2 separate regions of the Anas platyrhynchos genome follow, and region 1 is linked to region 2. The links are chromatin contacts, called in public Hi-C maps. All regions are on one chromosome and are shown on one strand. The core of a region is the stretch at or near the end of the contact, and the rest is flanking DNA. Distances in the headings are between cores, read along the strand shown. Region 1 holds the start of CUX1 (cut like homeobox 1). Region 2 overlaps CUX1 (cut like homeobox 1).

What was found. Hi-C and Micro-C count contacts between places; a contact is called where the count stands out from the background.
Region 1: a contact with region 2 is called in a Hi-C map of subcutaneous adipose tissue, with 1.9 times the contacts expected there. The contact joins the promoter of CUX1 here to the enhancer-like site in region 2. A contact is called at or near these places in 4 of 8 Hi-C or Micro-C datasets (liver, skeletal muscle and subcutaneous adipose tissue).

The regions. Positions count from the first base shown.
Region 1 is chr20:7,240,106-7,242,805 of IASCAAS_PekinDuck_T2T, reverse strand. It overlaps CUX1 (cut like homeobox 1), which reads left to right and starts at 1,433. Exons shown (of 23, transcript XM_038165931.2): 1 at 1,433-1,580. The coding sequence starts at 1,518.
Region 2 is chr20:7,110,708-7,113,407 of IASCAAS_PekinDuck_T2T, reverse strand. All of the region lies in intron 4 of CUX1 (cut like homeobox 1), which reads left to right. Among named protein-coding and RNA genes, the nearest start is that of CUX1, 130 kb to the left of the region's middle. Within about 2 kb of position 1,342, at least 2 of the 8 cell types and tissues checked have an H3K27ac peak or open chromatin away from gene starts, as enhancers often do. A contact at or near this core is called in subcutaneous adipose tissue, where this site is marked.

The sequences.
Region 1 (2,700 bases), core at 184-2,683, 130 kb before region 2:
TTTTTTGGAGGGCAAGAGGCTTCATTCCCCTACCAGCCCCATGCCAGCCACACGTGCTGCGAGCTCGCAGCGTGCCCGGCCCAGCCGGGCAGGCAGAGGCCCGGTGTCCTCGTACCCTAGTGCCATTAGTTTTATTCCCGGGACGGCCAACTAAAAATGCGAAGGTCTACAGTTGTCGGGGTGATCCTTAGGTGGGACTCGTTAACATAAAACCCGCCAGTCGCAATTAGGAGCTTTGTGAGCAGCAGCCTCAGCAAAAAGTGGAAATGGAGGCTGAAGCGATGGTGCTCCTCCAAAGGAGGACGGCGGCAGATTGGGAAATAGTCTGCAGCAGCCGCTCCGCCGCTGTCGGTGCCGTAACTTCTCCAAAGACAGACAGAGCCATTTTCAAGTAGTCAGCCCGCCGACTTGAGCCAGCGCTAAATTCTCTTGGTGATCAAATACTGTTTGATGAAAAATCCACCACCGCTCACTTTGCCGGAGGAAGATCTGTTTCTTTGCCTTTCGCCAAGGCAGCGCGAGCGGTGTTTGGGGAGCGCGGTGCAGCGGGCTCAGTCCCGTGGGGCCACCCGCGAGGCAGCGGGCACGCTGTGGGGACACAGCGGGTGCTCGGGCTGCACACCCTGAGCTTGTGGGGCCGAGCTGCACCCCAAAGCCACCACGCTCATCGGGGTGGGCGCAAGGATTTGGGGGACGGAATAAATCATGCTTACGGACACGTTATTGTTTAGAACAAAATAAGTTATTGCATCCTTGTGATCTCCGTTTCTATGGCTATGCCGCACGAAGCTATGAGCTGATTTTCCAACCTCGGTGCGAGCCGCCCCCTCCGAGCCGGCGGCCAGCGGCAGTGGCCCCATGGGCGTCTGCCCGCGCCCCCATGAACCCCGCTAACGACGGCGCGGCCGGTGGGGACGTGGGGGGCTCCCTGCTCCCCCCACAGCCACCTACACACTGGGGGGGAGCCAAGCTTGGAGGGGGGGGGCTGTGGGCAATGCCCCCCTTCCCTAAATCCCCCCTAAATCCAAAATCCAAAATCCCAAATCCTAATTCTCCCCTAAATCCCCAATCACCCCCTAATCCCAAGTGTCCCCCCCCCAAACCCAATACCCCTCCCAAACCAAAGCACCCCCCCAGTCGTCCCCCCTCCCCAGCCGTGCTCCCCCCCCCCCAAGCAGGGGTGTGGGGGTGATGACACACACACACACACACACACACACACACACACACACACACAGGGGGGGCTCCCTATGATCGCACCGCCCCCCCCTTTACTCCCCCCCCCCCCCCCAAGCGCACGGGGCTGACTCCGCGTTCCGGCCGCCGGCGGGCTCCAGGCCGGGATTTGGGCGCTCCCCGGCCGCCTCCCGCCCCCTGCCCCCCCCCGCCCCTCCTCCTCCCCCCTCCCTCCCTCTCTCCCTCCCTCCCTCCCTCCCTCCCCCTCCCTCCCGGCTCCCGAACTCCAGCCCCTCTCTCTCCCTCGATCAGCCGCTCACTCTGTCTCAATATGTCTCAAGATGGCGGCCAATGTGGGATCGATGTTTCAATATTGGAAGCGCTTTGATTTACAGCAGCTGCAGGTCAGGCTCCCCCCGCTCGCCGCACCGGCCGGGCCGCGCCGCCGGACCCCCCCCCCCCGCCCCCCTTCCCTTCCCCTTCTCCGCCTTCCCTCGGGCCCGGCCTCCCCCCCCCCCTCCTTCCTCCTCCTCCTCCTCCTCCTCCTCTTCCTCCTCCTCCCGCAGCCGCCCGCAGGATCCCCCCGCTCCGCCCGGCCGCGCCGCTCCGCTCGCCCCCCCACTCGCCCCCCCCCCCCAACTCCCGATCGGCGGCCCCATCGGAAATCGATCCCCTTTGTTCAATTCATCGATCAGCCCAAGATGGCGCCGGAGCCGGCGCTCCCGGGGCCGCCGCCGCCGCTCCAGCCCGCTCCGTCCCGGGCTGCCCTCTGCCCGCTTCCCCTGCGCGGCTCCCCCCCCCCTCCTCCCCGCTCCTCCTCCTCCTCTCCGGCACCCCGGGGCCGCCGCCGCTCCGCGGGGCTCCTCTCGGTCCTTTTCCCTCTTCTCCCGGCTTCCCAGCCGCTTCCTTCAACCCCCGGGGGGCGGCCGGGGGAAAAAGTTTGCCGAGTGCCGGGACTTTGTGTGGGGTGTGCGGCCGGGGGGGGCGCGGGGAGCCGGCCGGGCTCGGCGGTGCAGGCGCGGAGCGGCGGGGGCTGGGGGCGCTGTGGTGCCGGCCCAGGGGTGCCGGTGCCCCCCCCCCGGTGTTAAACCCTCCGGTGCTTCCCCCCCCTTGGTCCTCACCCCCCCCGGTGTAACCCTTCCCCCGGTGCTCCCCCTCCCGGTGTCACTCTCTGAGTGCTTCACCCCCTCCCGGTGCTCCCCCCTCAGTGCTTGTCACCCCCCCGGTGTCGCCCCCCTCCCCTGTAGTCGCCACCCCCTCGGTGTAACCCCCCCCCCCGGTGCTCTCCCCCCTCAGCCGCCGCCGGGCAGGGGGCTCCGGGGGGGAGCTGAGGGGAAAGAAGAGAGGGACGGGGGGGGGGGGGTCCCGGGGGGGTCCCGGCTGCTTTTTGGGGCTCACAGGGCCCGGGCAGCGCGGTCCCGAGGGGCTGGGGGCGGCCGCTGAGGCGGGGGGGGGGCTCTGACAGGTCCCGGCCGGGGGAGGGGGGGGGCTCAGGGAGTCGGTTCCGTGCCCCTGTGAGGGGAC
Region 2 (2,700 bases), core at 93-2,592:
AATTAATGAATTAATTAAGTATGCTGTGAGGTGTTTGAATATTCAAAAGCTACAATGTAATTATTATTTTTTCTAAAACACATTTTCAGGTTATTTTCAGATATGCAGCCTCCCAAGGAGGCACTTAGTGCATCACAAGCTGATGGAGCTGCCTGCGAAGCAGGCGCTGTGTGCCCGGAGAACCGCTCACTGCATGGTGCAGCCAGGGGCAAAAGCTTCATTCACTTGGCTGTGACATGGCTGAGCTGAACTTTTTTCCAAAAAGTTAACAGCCTACGGTAACGAAGTCATGCTCAGGAGGGTGGGGTTTATTATTATTATTATTATTTTATTATTTTTATTTTTATTTTTTCCCTCTCCCTTATCATTTTGCGTGGGTGTTTCTTGTGAGCGATCGCTAAGCTCGGTTTGCTTACAGCATGGTTTAGGCAACACAAACAGTCTTTTCGAAACAATTGCTGTGCCTTCGGTGCATTATTTTTAGACCCCAACCTTAGGAAACACATTCCCCGTGATATAAAATATTAATTGCCCCTGTAGTCCTGGCACTGTTTCATAACTTGCTTTCCACGCGTTTCCAGCGCTACGGGCCTGTCATGAAAAGGGAGGAGGGGATTTAGGAGAAGCCCTTTGTTTTGGAAAAGCCTTCTCAGGAGCTCCATTTTAAGACACTGGCCAAAGTATTAGGTGCCCTTTCCCCTTTTATGAATAAACTGAGATGAGCCCGCCAGCAGCGCCTCGCACCGCAGCACGGGAAGAGCATTTCCCTCAGAAGCGTGAAAAGAAACGGCGCCTTTTTATTTTATTTATTTAAAATTTTTTTTTTTTTTTTGGTTAGTTTCCCCGGCCCAACCCGGAGCCTTCTGAGGGCAGCGCTGCGCTTCCCGGCTCCGAGCTCCAGGCCGGGCATTGCCGCTCGCTCCCCGCGGGGCCGGGCCGGGCCGTGAGGGGCCGGGAGGTGCCGTGAGGGGCCCGCCCGGGAGGGGCCGCGAGGTGCCCGGTGCCGAGGCCACGCCAGGCCGGGGCTGCGCAGGCCTCTGCTGGCCGAGGGGACCCGGCCCGGCCCCGTGGCTCTCGGGGGGCTTGAGCCGGGCTCTGCCCCCCCCCCCCCTTCTATCCCCGATAAACGAGGGTGGTCCCAGCATACTCCGTATCTAGACAGCTTTTCATCAGTCGCTCATCAGCATGCTAATTGCTGTATGACTAATTATGCCCTGAATTCCAGTTGATTTTCTTAATGAGACAGCTGGGTTAATTATGTAATCGTATGATTACATTAGCCTAGAGTGCCCTGGCGAAAAGCGAGGCAGGCGGGAGCGTGATGTCATTGCGGGAGCAGCGCGCACAAGGGGGTGCATTCATCTCCGCTAATGACAGGGGAGGGCAGCGTACCCACAGTGCTCTTTGTGTAAACACTTAGATTGAATTATTAAGATCTGTGTCTTTTTCCAGCTCACAGAATGAGCGAGGGATTTTTTTTTTCCTTTTTTTTTTTCAGTGAAACCCCGTTTGGAAATTCAGCCAGGCATCGGTAGTGGGGTTTTGTCACCAGGTTTGGGTTGTGCTGGGGCTGCAGGTGGTGAGGTGCTGCCTCCAACGAGTAACATAACACGCTCTTTGGACCAGATTTATCTCTAGGTTTCTTTTAAAGCCGTTCTGAAAATGCATGGTTTACATGCACAGACGGCAGCAAAAAATTGGTTCTCCTGTGCTGCTGTTCAAAAACAATTTGCCCTTGGGGCATGTATATGGTGCGAGAGTAGCCTGAGAGGTTTACTGCTGCTGCCTTGCACCGGCTTGTTTGATGTGAAGTGTTGCCTATTATATAAATAATGTTACACTTGTAACACTGGCTAATTCTGTTCACCTCTTCATTTGCTGGTATGTGTCCATCCAGCCCCTTCATGAGCAGAGGAGCTGTCAGCAAGGGGACCAGTGCGGTGCGTGACAGCTGTGAGCACCACACCGGGCACAGGGAGCCCTGTGTGCTCTGTCCCCAAAGAGCGATCCCTGAGGAAGTGACAGCGGGACCGGGCTTTGGGATGCGGGTGTGGAGATGCAGCAGGTTGTAACTTCTGCTGCCGGGTCAGGGCCAGGCCTGGACATGAAGGGCACACACAGATGCGTGATGCCAAGGGCTTCCTCGGGGACATGGGAGGCAACAAGCAGATAAGGGAAGTAGAACAGGGTGGGAAGAGACGGAAACAGATCTCCAGAACTTCATATAAAAATGGACATCTCAGTTTACTCTTGGGCAATAATGATCTTGCTAAACACTTTTTAAGTTTTGGATGAGCAGATTCCTTTTGTCTCTGTTCTCATTTCTTATTTATCTTGTGCCTAGCAGGGATGCTGAACTTCAAGCTAGAGAAGATTCAAACCAAGGGAATAATTTGCAATGAGTTTTTTACATTGAAGTGTTAATTGAGATTATTTTTCTCTTTTACCGATTACAGAAAAGGCATTTCCTTCTTTGCTGCTGTCTATAAGCTAGTGGCGTTTGATTTTTTTTTTTCAGCATGCGTATGCCTGTTGTTTGTGTAATGAATCGAAAGTTTTGGTCCATTGCTTGTGTAAAAATTCAGTGACCTCCTGTTAAATGACATGAAACATACTTTGTAAGTCTGGTTAATATAAATAGGTATGCTTTTTCATGCATGCATATGTTGGGAAAAGGAGAGTATTCTTATTTATTTTTAA